Regions from separate parts of the Mus musculus genome. Here region 1 is linked to region 2. A link is a contact called in public HiChIP or PLAC-seq data. All regions are on one chromosome and are shown on one strand. Each heading gives the region's core, a stretch centred on a gene start, on an enhancer-like site or on the middle of the called end of the contact. The rest is flanking DNA. Distances are from core to core; before and after follow the strand shown. Region 1 has its middle 36 kb from the start of 2410003I16Rik. Region 2 holds the start of Chaf1b (chromatin assembly factor 1, subunit B (p60)).

Evidence for each region. HiChIP or PLAC-seq counts read pairs in DNA pulled down with a chosen protein or histone mark.
Region 1: an H3K4me3 HiChIP or PLAC-seq map of embryonic stem cells shows a contact between it and region 2, with 19 read pairs. The contact joins the enhancer-like site here to the promoter of Chaf1b in region 2. A contact is called at or near these places in 1 of 484 Hi-C or Micro-C datasets (nephron progenitors), 3 of 115 datasets of contacts at active chromatin or transcription factors (the SCID.adh cell line and embryonic stem cells) and 3 of 9 other capture datasets (adipose tissue, embryonic stem cells and pancreatic islet).

The regions. Positions count from the first base shown.
Region 1 is chr16:93,971,120-93,977,360 of GRCm38.p6, forward strand. It overlaps a transcript of Cldn14 not described here. Among named protein-coding and RNA genes, the nearest start is that of 2410003I16Rik, 36 kb to the right of the region's middle. Within about 2 kb of position 2,627, at least 67 of the 459 cell types and tissues checked have an H3K27ac peak or open chromatin away from gene starts, as enhancers often do. A contact at or near this core is called in the SCID.adh cell line and embryonic stem cells, where this site is marked.
Region 2 is chr16:93,879,147-93,885,701 of GRCm38.p6, forward strand. Chaf1b (chromatin assembly factor 1, subunit B (p60)) reads left to right here and starts at 4,755. Exons shown (of 14, transcript NM_028083.4): 1 at 4,755-4,829; 2 at 5,320-5,475; 3 at 6,213-6,345. The coding sequence starts at 5,350.

The DNA.
Region 1 (6,241 bases), core at 1,377-3,876, 90 kb after region 2:
AGGCCGTGTGCCGCAAGGGATGAATAATTGATACATGGAGTGGAATTACGGCTGTGGGTTCCGGTCCCTCCCGCAGCTGCACCTGTCCTGGGGAATACTGTTCTCAGAAGGGACACCCGTGCCAGCTCACACAAAATATATTGCCTTATTGGTAGGCACACATTCGGATACTCATTATCATGTTCGAATGCGTTCACACAGATGGGACTAATTAACATGATCTGGAAAAGTCTGTATGTAGTCAGAGGGGGGAGAGGAGGGAGGACTTTTCTTCATGCTAGGCAGCAGGGCTAAGAAAGCCAGAGCAGCTTGCAACAGTCCCTCTTCCCCCAACTCTAACAAGATTGGCAAAGGGTCCCAAGCTGCTGAGACAGAAACTGCCCTACATCAGGAGGCTGAGGCCACTTCAATGCTGGAGTTGCAGCGCTCAGAAAACAACACAGTGAACAAATGCCTCACAACTACACTTGGGGGCTTGGGAGAGTAGAGACACTAAACAGACAAATGAAAACTCCAAAGAAATAATACAGTGTGTGTGAGGCAGTGGGAGCAAAGACGGAGTAGGTCACGGCGTACATCTAAGGTCAGGGGCTTTCTGTGTTCCTGGTCTTAGACTGTCCTATGTCAGTATGTTGTTATTTGGCAGTAACCGTGGATACTAGAACAGTTGAGAACTGTACACAATTGTTACACCAGCTCAATGAGACTGAATTCTTATCAGGCCACTTCATGAAGAAGTCAACTGAGGCAGTGTTCCCAAGGCTGGCCAGCTAACGCATGCTCAGGCTGGGACTTGAGCCCAGGATCTGGCTCTATTGCCATACGTGGAAAACCTGCTCTGCCAGTCAATATCACACACACACACACACACACACCCCCCACATTTCACATACACATCACACACACACTATACACACATTATACATACACACCATACACACACATCACACACACATCTCACACACATACCATACACAAGTACACCATACATACACACCATATACATACACACCATATACACATACACCATGCACACACATCACTCATATACACTCACACATATCACACACATTATAATACATATCATATCCCCACATCACGAACACACACACACACATTATAATACATATCATATCCCCACATCACAAACACACACACACACAATACTTAAAGACACATCATACACATATACACATCATATACACACATATCACACACCACACCATATATACATACATAAACATCATATATACACACATATCATATACACACATCACACACACTATACATATATGCACATTACATACACATCACACATCTCATACACACACACACACACACACACACACACACACACACACACCTCTTCCCACCTTGAGATGAGGTAAAACTGAGCTAACATGGCTGAAAGTGGGCTCTGAAAAGCAGAAGGTCACCCAGCTCTGTCACCTCCTTCCTCATGTTTTTCTAAGTTTTGGGTCAGTTCCTATAATGGGTAGCAGCATGGGATGCTGAGGGCTATCCACTTTTTACTAGGTGAGGAAACTGAATTACCCAATTACTGAATTTCCCACACCTGCAGCCAGGGTCCTCTGTCAGCTAGGTTTTCATTTGGGGACCCAGAGAGTGACACTCGAGATCTTAGGAGTCCTGTAAGCTCTTGGCTCCCCTAAGCCCGGGTTTCCATTTACCAGAGAGCTGGCAGGGATGCCATGCAGGAATCAGGAGGCTCACCCTGCACCTTCACCAGGTCCTCAGTCTGCTCTTGCCTAGCCTTTCCTAAGGTGGACATTTCTGGGGACAGTCTCTGCATCAGAGACCCAAGTCTGAGCTGACAGGGACCCCCACCCTGTGAACGGAGCCTCTCGGACGTCTCCAACTCTCCCACAGCGTGGATTCTGGGTGTCCTTGACGTTTTTCCTCTGCGATCCCCCTGTTACACACACCCCCCCGAGGGTCTCCAGAGGGAAACCTCTCTTGGGCTAAACAGTGAATTTGAGGCTAAGGAGAATTCAAACTTTCCTGCTCCGGCCACAGGCAGGCAGTCCCTCCCTAAAGCAAACCACACTCTCGCAAGCCCACTGAGCCTAAAAGAGATGTCTCCGTGTTTTACTCTATGTGTACTTCAGCATGAATCTTACTCCTTCCTTGAGGCAGGACTGCAAATCAACTTTATATGGGCTGGGACAGCTGGGAGAGATAGGCAGAGATCTGATTGATAAACGGTGACAGGAGCCCAACTGTAAGGACCAGCCAGAGCAGCGATTAGCCCAGTAGGTTTACTAATCACTGAAAGGAACGCAGTTACAAACCCACAATGCCCTGGCCACTTCGGTGGGTGCCAGTTGCCTTTGCTTGCTAAAGGGACTGTAAATACAGGTCGGCGCCGTGGTGTTTGTGGGTAGACACAGAACGGCTTGCAGGGCTCTTGGTAATTGAAAACTATTGGGTCTTCAGCTCTGGACCAGAGCAGGGGACTCTGGTGGGGGTGGGGGCGGGGGCTGGGATAGGGGCATTACAGACAGAAACCCACAGAGAGAGATAGAGGAAGGGGGAGAAGAGGGAGGCTGGAAGGGGCCGGGGAGGGAGAGAAGGGGGTATGGGTAGAGGAAGGGGAGGGGCTGTGGGCGGAGAGAGGAAGGGGAGGAGTTTCTTTGTTCCTCCACTTAAGTCAGTGGTGTCCTCATGAGTTCTAGCAAGAGTGCTTTTGTTTGTGGATTTTTTGTTGTTGTTTGTTTGTTTTCGAAACAGGGTTTCTTTGTGCAGTCCTGGCTGTCCTGGAACTCCCTCTGTAGACCAGGCTGGCCTCGAACTCAGAAATCTGCCTGCCTCCACCTCACAAGTGCTGGGATTAAAGGTGTGTGTTACCACTGCCCGGCTGCAGGAGTGTTTTTAAAGAGTTTTGGAATCTCAGGTGTGAGCGAGCCGCAGTAAGGGTCTGAGTTGGGTTTGGTTTGGTCTTTTGGGGGGTTACTAGTTAAAGACCATCCTTCACATACATCATCAGGCGTGTGTCCAGACACTGGAGTCCATCCTTGCAACGTTTTTTGAAGACAAGGACTCCCCTCGCCCCTGCAGAAGATCACAGACGACCATCAAAGGACCTCCCAGTATCTCAGTGCTCAGCAAAAGGAGTTTGCTCTCTCTGGATCGGCATCTTGTGCGTCCACTTCCTCAGGTGCCTGAGCTCTGAGGATCTGAACGGTTGAAGACTCATTTCTTCCTTATTGAAATACTTGGCAGGGGGGAGGGTGTCCCTTTCCACAGCCCCTAGTATAACTTCTATGTCAAAAGGAAGTTCCATATTAAAGTCCAGGACTCTGTGGTACGTTTTAACTGAAATAAGCTGATAACGACCCCCCCCCCCACCGCCATACACACACTCTGATGTGTTTATAAAAAGATAAAGAGAGAAGGATGTGTGGTGAGGTATGGGAGAAGGGATGCCTCGGTGGGCCCATGCTGAGGCATCCCTTCTCCCGGAGGGACCAGCCACACGATTGTATAGTGTAGAATAGTTTATTCAGGGCATGGGGAAGGAAGTTAAGAGGGTAGTAGAAGCAGAAAGAGAGAGAGAGAGAGAGAGAGAGAGAGAGAGAGAGAGAGAGAGAGAGAGAGGAAGAAGAAGGAGGAGGAGGAGGGGGAGGGGGAGAGAGGAGAGGTGGCCGGCCATGAGCACGTGGAGAGAGAGCGGGAAGAGAATGGGGAGAGAGGAGGGAAGGGAAAAAGCAAGGGAGCAAGAGAGAAACAAGAGAGGGCAAGAGAGCAAGGAGCGGGCAAGCAGCCCCTTTCATAGTAGGTCAGGCCTACCTGGCTGTTGCTGTGGGGCGGAGCATACCTGGCTGTTGCCAAGTAACTGTGGGGTGGAGCTTAGACAGAATGCTAACACACAGCCACCTAGTTAAAATGCTCATGATCTGGAATCTGTAGTGTTAAAAACCAGGATTAGGATTGCTTGTGCTGAAACAGCCCCGGAGGCCCACTGAGGCTGGGTGAGGGGCATGCCTGTTTTGGAACATGGACCTCATCAAGAAAGGATGGTCTTCCCACGTGGTCTTCAGACCCTCCGTAAGCATGAGTCGAGTCAGTGGGCTGATCCCACGCAGGGTCCTCTGGACAGCTTCGTCCAGGAAACAGATTGCAGCCTGGGACTTTGTAACACTTCCGAGGTCGTGGACTCTCAGACTACTCTGGTTCATTCTGGGATTGAAGCGGATCTTAGGGAGCCTGCATGAGGCAGGACGTCACCTCTGCACTCTGCTGAGCTACTTTTCCTGAACAGCGCGCCGAATACTCAGTGCCATTTAAGGAAATCGATTCCGTGGTCCCGTTCCAGAGACTGATTCAACAAGTGCAGATTCTAGGCACCAGGGCAATTGCCCATATAATTTCCTCCAGGGCTTATAGCTGTGGGCTTAAATTATTTATTATTTAGTGTATATGGGTATTTTTGCCTGCAGATGTGTTTGTGTACATGCGCATGCAGTGCCTGCGGAAGCCAGAAGAGGGCGTTGAATCTTCCTGGGACAGTAGTTACAGGCTGTTGTGCGCTGCCGCGTGGTGCCAAGGATTGAATTCTGGTCCTTTGCAGATACAGCGCATGCTCCTAACCTGCGAGTCTTTGCTCTGGCCCCTTGTTTATTTATCGTCATAAGTCATGGTGCTTCTAAGTAAATACATTCTGTCTTGAGGCTGACTGGAGGAATCTCCGGTTCAAATCCATCCTGAGCAGAAAGGTTCACAGCACATCCTGTTCACTTCCAGTCACTGGCTTTGCCGCCCTCTGCCTCTGTTGGAGCCTCACTCAGCACAGGCATGATCTCTGCTGTGAAAATCCAAAGATTGTGCAAACGTGGACCTTTTAATCCAAAATTCAGACACACAAGAATAGCAATTGAGGGCAATGAACCGCCATACGTGTTGCAGGATATTTGATCATACTATGAACCCTGAGACTGAAAAAAGCTGTTTACTGAAAAAAAATCTGTTGTTAGTTGTGGTGTGGCTCAGCCCTTAGCACACACCTTTAATCCATCTGGCTGGAAAACAGGCACACACTTAATACACATCTTTAATCCCAAACAATGAAGGTAAAGTTAGTTTGTAGAAGGAAGCACCTGTGTTTGAAAGTGATGTCTAATTGAGTGGCAGACAAAGTGACGAATCAGAGAAAGATTTGACAGAATAGAATCTGCACAACTCTCAGAGAGGAAAGGGAAGCTACTTAAGAGATCAGTGCAGAGGAAGGAGGTGGTTTTACCAGGACGGTTTTACAGAGATAGGTTGAGGAGAGAACAAGGTAGACAAAGGTAAAGAAAGAATGAGCCAGAGAATGAGAAGGAGCGGGAAGATTAGAACAGATTGACAGTTAGTTTGAGGCCAGGCAGAGCAAAAACTCAGAGGCTGAGAGAGAAGCTGGATTGAGTCAGTTATCCTGAAGAGGAGTTTTTTGCCAGACAGCTGATTTGAACCAGCTAACTAGAGTTCAGAAAGAACTAGAAAGGGTGAGCTTATTCTGCAGTAAGTCTCAGAAGCTGAGAACATTTTAATCCTAGATTAGATTGTCTGTAGGCAAGAAGCTTCCAGAACTAGGCCTAGGTTAGCAGAGGGAGGCAGTAAGCCTCAGAGACGACAATTCCATCAGGAGAATAAAAGTTACATTTGTACATAGATCCATCATGAGCTTCCAATAAGTTTCAACTTTTGTAACCATTTTACACCACAGTGGAATCTGGAGTATTTGTAAGCAGCCAAAGCCTTTTTACTAGGGAGACGCTGAAGGTATTTAAATAACGGCCCTAAGTCAGATATTCTCCTCTGAAGAAGACAGATGTCTCCATCACCTTTGCACCCAAGATATTGGGCATTATCTGGAGTCATTTTTTATTGCTCCAACTGAGTGATGATAGTGTCACTAGTGGCCTCTAGTGGTCAGAGTTAGGGACACAGGATGACCCTCACAACAAGGAAGGGTCAAGCTCCCTATAACCCATGGTGCTGGGGCTGCACACTGGATGGAAATGAATGCTTTGTAAATATTCCTAAGGAAATGACTTTCAAACAGTGGTTCTCAACCTGTGGGTCGCGACCCCACAGGGTCTCATATCAGAGATGGGATTTACATTTCAAGTCTCAACAGTAACAAAATTACAGTTATAAGAGAGCAATGAAATAGTTTTATGGTTCAAGCTCACTACCACATAAGGAAATGTATTAAAGGGCCACAACTTTAGGAAGGCTG
Region 2 (6,555 bases), core at 3,505-6,004:
CAGCCAGGGCTATACAGAAAACCCCAAAATAATAATAAAAATAATGTGAAAAATAGGGGCTGGAGAGATGGCTCAGCGGTTAAGAGCACTGACTGCTCTTCCGAAGGTCCTGAGTTCAAATCCCAGCAACCACATGGTGGCTCACAACCATCTGTAATGAGATCTGGCGCCCTCTTCTGGAGTGTCTGAAGACAGCTACAGTGTACTTACATACATACAATAGTAAATAAATCTTTAAAAAAATAAAATAATGTGAAAAATAAAAGGATGTGCTTGTACAAGACAACAGGTTATATCTACTGCATTCCTTTCCATGGGCTTCAAGAAATAATCAGTCTCCTGTCCGTTCAGTTCACGGGCTCTTCATTTGACATGAGTAGTGTGGTGTGGTGTGACACCTAGTCCTTGGAAGCCCAGGCACAGTCAGCACAGCCTATTTGAGTTCCAGGGTGATGAGAGGTCCTGTCTGAGAGGGGGAGGGGAGGGAGGTGGTCAGCCTTTCAGGAACAACACTGAAGTTGTCCTCCAACCTCCACATAAATGCACACACACGTCTACGCACAGAGACAAAGGCAAGAAGTATGCCACTCTGTCGGGGTGTGTTTTTTTGTCACCCTAGAAGAGTTTTTCACAGAGACTTTAAAACTTTACACTCGTGATTGGGACTGAGCTTGCGTAACTAATCTTGTTGGCAGTGTCATTCATACCTGTGGGTAATGATTCTGATTGTTTTCATCTTGATGTCCTCAGCAAGTCCTCTTCAGCCCTACCACCTCCTTTCCTGGGATCACATTTTGGTTTTGCTTTGTGATGAATTTAAGCTATCCAGGGCCATCTGTGTGTGACCGTTGGGTTGGGACTATCCAAGCAAAGGTAACGGTTTCCTCTTTCCCTGACAGTAATAGTCTAGCAGTCAGGCGTGGTACCTGCAGAGCCTCCACCCCAACCCTGACTCTGCTTGACTACTGGCTGTCCTGTTCTTGTGCACACTTGTTACAGCTGATGACCACAGTACTCTTACCACACTAGCTCTGACACTGCAGTCCCCATCCCTGCAATATCCCCTAAGCTGTAGAGGGGATAGCATAGATGCCTGGTTTAGGGCAGGTCACTCATCTGCCACTTATTTTGAACTTTGTAGAGGCGTGACTCTGCATTCACTACCAATTGTTGGAAAGAGAATTCCTTAAGGCAGCTGAGAGTAGCATTAGTCTGTGGGTGCAAAACCAAATATAAGACAGTTTTATGGGCTGGTGAGATGGCTCAGTGGGTAAGAGCACCCGACTGTTCTTCCGAAGGTCTGGAGTTCAAATCCCAGCAACCACATGGTGGCTCACAACCATCCGTAACGAGATCTGACTCCCTCTTCTGGAGTGTCTGAAGACAGCTACGGTGTACTTACATTAAATAAATAAATAAATCTTAAAAAAAAAAAAAGACAGTTTTACATGATCGGTTCAGCCAAACAGTATTCAAGAGCCCACACCATTTCCAGTTAGCTCTCAGTCATGGTGTCTCTTGCCAGAAATAGAAAAGTAACTAAGACATGGGCACATCTTTTTGTGATGGTTGCCCAAATAGCAGTGGTACCACTACTACACAAGTGGACACATCTTATTTTTTTGTTCAGAGCTCCTGGAAAGAACCTATTAGTTCTAGAATACATACATACATATGTATATGTGTATGTATATATTAGAGTACATATATATTATGTGCATATATACTAATATACTCCTATGTATAGGAGTATATTGTATATATTCTAGTGTGTGTGTATATGTATATGTATATACATATATACATACATACATACATACTTGATATACATATGTACACACACATATATACACATACACATATGAGGCAATAGCTATGATACGTTCTCCAGAAGTCCTGCTGCGATTAACTGGTCACACTGTTGGGCTGACATTTGGAGCACAAGCATATTTGCATATTTGCAGAACAGGCAGCTGACAAACCACTTTTCCATGAGGACTGAAAAATTGATGAACTCTTGGGCTTTTCAAAGCATTGGGCTCCTGATAAGGAAATGGAGTCTAATACACAACTCTAAGAATACATTCCTCAGCCGGGCGTGGTGGCGCACACCTTTAATCCCAGCACTTAGGAGGCAGAGGCAGGCAGATTTCTGAGGTTGAGGCCAACCTGGTCTACAAAGTGAGTTCCAGGACAGCCAGAGGTATACAAAGAAACCCTCTCTCCAAAAACAAAAAAAACAAAACAAAACAAAAAAAGAATACATTCCTCAAGTGCAAACCAGGAAGCCATATGACCCATGTTAATAATTCAGATAGAAATGGCTTGGGTTTACTGATGTTGATAAGTGAGTTCTTAGACAAAATGGCACTGAGAAACATTTTTGTGATTTGGTAATTACATTAAGATGATGTAGCTTTCTGACACAGTTTCTACACGGTAGATCTAGAGTGGATAGTTGGATTGTTTTTCCTGCAGAATCTTTCTATCTTGTATATTTTTATTTTGTTGTAAACCTATTCTGTATTTTTAATGTAGAAGGTATACCTTGGGGCCAGGATGTAGTTCAACTCAGGAAGCGAGCGCAAGACCCTGGTGCATACATCAGCAGTGTATAAATCAGGCATGGTGGTGCATGCTGCAATTCCAGCACTCAGGAAGTAGTCAGCAGAAGAAGCAGAAACTTAAGGTCATTCTCAGGTGAGGTGACATCGTGTTTGAGAGCTATATAATGGGTTGGGATACAAGAGACCTTGTCTCCAAAAAAAAAAAAAAAAGCATAAATGTATGTGAGTACACTGTACAGGCTGTACAGGTGGTTGTGAGCCTTAATGTGGTTGTTGGGAATTGAATTTTTAGGACCTCTGCTTGCTGCTCTGGCACAAAGATTTATTATTATACATAAGAACACTGTAGCTGACTTCAGATGTACCAGCAGAGGGCATCAGATCTCATTACGGGTGGTTGTGAGCCACCATGTGGTTGCTGGGATTTGAACTCAGGACCTTCAGAAGATAGTGGCTGAGTAATCTCACCAGCCCAATTTTTTTTTAAAGATTTTTAAATTTTATGTGTGTGAGTTTTGCCTGTATGTATGTGTCTTAGGATTTAATTGCTATGAAGAGACACCATAATCAAGGCAACTCTTATAAGGACAACATTTAATTGGGGCTGGCTGACAGGTTCAGAGTTTCAGTCCATTATCATCAAGGCATGGCAGCATCCAGGCAGGCATGGTGCAGGCAGAGCTGAAGGTTCCACATCTTGATCTGAAGGCTGCTAGGAGAAGACTGGCTTCCGGGCAGCTAGGATGAGGGTCTTATAGCCCATACCCACAGTGACACACCTACTCCAACAAAGCCACACCTTCTAATAGTGCCACTCCTTGGGCAAACCATATACAAGCCATCACAGTATGTATGCATGTGCACCATATGTGTGCCTGGTGCTTTTGGAGGTCAGAAAAGGGTGTTGGGTTAACTGGAACTGTGTCATGATCCACCATGTGGGTTCTGGAAACTGAACCCAGGGCCTTGACCAAAGCAGCCAGTGCTCTTACATGCTGAGTCCTCTCCAGCTCTTGAGATCATTTCTTTATAAAAACCCAACTTTCGCCGGGCAGTGGTGGTGTATGGCTTTAATCTCAACACTTGAGAGGCAGAGACAGGTGAATTTCTGAGTTCGAGGCCAGCCTGGTCTACAGAATGAGTTTCAGGACAGCCAGGGCTGTACAGAGAAACCCTGTCTTGGAAAAAAAAAAAAACAAAAACAAAAACAAAAACAAAAAAAACCTTAACTTTCATATGCTGGCCTGTAAGAAGTCAAAACCATAGGAGACAAGAATCTTTAAAAAATATGTGACATTATTGAGAAGGTCATGGTGGATAAATTAACCATTACATAATTGGAATGGAAGTTCCTACACATTCATGAGGCTGGCCTCAATCTTGCTGTGTAGTTAAGGTTGACCTTGAACTCCTGATCATCTTCCCATTTCCACCTTCAGAGTGTTGGGATTACCATCATAACAACCATTCTAGGCGTCTGTCACATCGCTAAGAGAGGGCGAAGGCATTGCTGTTTTATTGACATTTTGAAACTCCAGAGCCATTTTGAGATATTTGGTGGGGCAGGACAGCTCTCAAATATCCACTGCCTGGGACACTCTTATTTGGTTATATTAGATGAGTCCCAAAGTTTCCCATCTGCCCTATAAGAAATGTTATATATTTTTTGTTTAGTCTTTAGTTCAGGCTGGCCTGGAACTCTCTGTAGCTGAGGATAACCTTCCTCTTAGGGTCCTCTGGAGTGCTGAGATCACCGGCAGGGGCTGGTGACAGAACCGCTGCTGTTGGCTAAGCGTGCAATCAGCTGCCTGCGTCTCTAGTCCCGCTTTTCTTTCTAGACCGTAAATTCCAGGCGGGAAGATCTGTCCGATGAGCATGTGACACTGACGCGTGGTAGGTAGGACGTCTTGCATCTCGGGTTAGCACGTCAAAGCTGGACGAGCCTGGACTCCTCCGAGGCGCGGGAATGGGATTCCCAGTCCCGCCCAACAGGAGCCACGAGCCGCGACAGCCCCGCCCACGAGAAAGAAAAGAGCCCAGAGCTCCGCCCACCGGAAGCCAAGGTGCCGGGAGATTGCTGGCCACTGGGAGGAGGGATGCCCTGGACCCTCCCATTCAGAGACTTTGTCTTGTGACAGCCCCGCCCACGCGGAGGCGGGACGCCCCGGAACTCCGCCCCGAGGAGGCGTGACCGGAGGCGTGGCCTGCGGCGCGCGGGAAGCTGCGGGCTGTGGCGGCCCCGGGTGGACCGAGTTACTGCAGGTAGGTTTGCTGATACCCGGCTTCCGCGCTTCTGACCTGGGTTGGGCTGCAGCTCCTCACCGGGGCCGTGAGTTCTGATCTCAGCGCGGGCGCAGGCAGAAGGCAGTTCGTCCCAGACCACAGTCCCCACCGGGACCGGGACTCGCGCGCCTTCCGCCAGGCCGGGTTGGGCCGCCCGGACCCGCGCCCCTCCCCGTGAACTCCCTCCCTTGCTGCTCCCCGGGATGATAGCCAGTACTCCGGTACCGGTCTCTGGGACCCCACCTCAACACGATGCTCTGTGCTGCCCGTCCTCGCCTCCGTCTGGGGTGTTTGGTTTCTTTCTCTTCCGGAACCGTACACTGGTGGAAGTCTCTCTACCTGCGGGAGCATTTTAGCTGAAGATTGCAGGTGTCTGAGCCGTCGGCGTCGCTAATGGCTTCTGTGCTCTTTCCCCGGCTCGCCCTTCATGTTCCAGGGTCGCTGTTTAACTCTTTGCTAACGTTTCCAGCCTCCCTTTGCCTGGCGGAAACTCTGGAGGATGAAAGTGATCACGTGTGAAATCGCCTGGCACAACAAGGAGCCAGTGTACAGCCTGGACTTCCAGCATGGGGCAACCTGGAAGATCCACAGGCTGGCATCCGCGGGGGTGGACACCGCCGTCAGGGTAAATGGACAGGCGGGAGGATACGGGGAGGTTCTACGCGGAGCTCACGTTTTCATTCCTTTGTTTAAAACTGAAGGCAGCAACTCAAGTCGGGTTGCCACCTAGTCCAGTGTACTAAGTTCTGAGGCCTGGGGAAAGCAAGGAATGCTGAGAAGATTAGCTTTCTTAACATTTGCTACATTGTTTTTGTTTGTTTTGTTTGTTGTTTCAAGACAGGGTTTCTCTGTGTAGCCCTGGCTGTCCTAGAACTCTGTAGACCAGGCTGACCTCGAACCCTCTGACTCCCAAGTGCTGGGAATAAAGGCGTGGGCCACCACGGCCCGGCTATTTGCTACATTGTTACAAGTGGGTTCTCAGTATTTTAGAATACTAAACTAGGAAGAGCTCTGTGGTGCCAGGCATGTATCCCCAATACCCATACGGTACAGATCTGAAGTTTGAGATTCTCAACAGTAGTGAGTTTGAGTCCAGCCTGGGCTAGGTGAGACCTTGTCTCAAAATAGTAATACTGAGCCTAGCTCCTGTGCTCTGTGCTTTGCCCATTTGCTCTAAAGAACTGGAAGAGGGGAATAGCAGGTAAGGGGACTGATGGTGTGCATTTCTGCTAATACTTCCTTTGATTTACAAAGTTTCAAAAAAGAAATTGCATTTTCTGCCAGAAGATAAGTTGTTGTCTCCTGGAAGGGAGTTAGGAGGTGGCTAGTGTGTTTCTGCAATGTATGCTTTGCTGTCGACAGATCTGGAAGTTGGAGAGGGGGCCAGATGGGAAAGCCATTGTGGAATTTCTCTCCAATCTTGCTCGACACACCAAAGCTGTCAATGTTGTACGCTTTTCTCCAACTGGGGAGATTTTAGCATCTGGAGGAGATGGTAAGTATTGTCCTTATTAATCCTTAAACCTGACACGAATCTCCTGTCTAATAATGACATTTGAGCTGGGTTGACATGGACCAGTGATCACAGCATGTTGGAGGCTGAGACAGGAGGACTGAGAGTTCAAGACCAGGCCTGGCTAAATAGTAACAGTCTTTTCAGGGAAAGAGAATAGGACTGTGAGATCTGAGCTTATTGTATCTATTC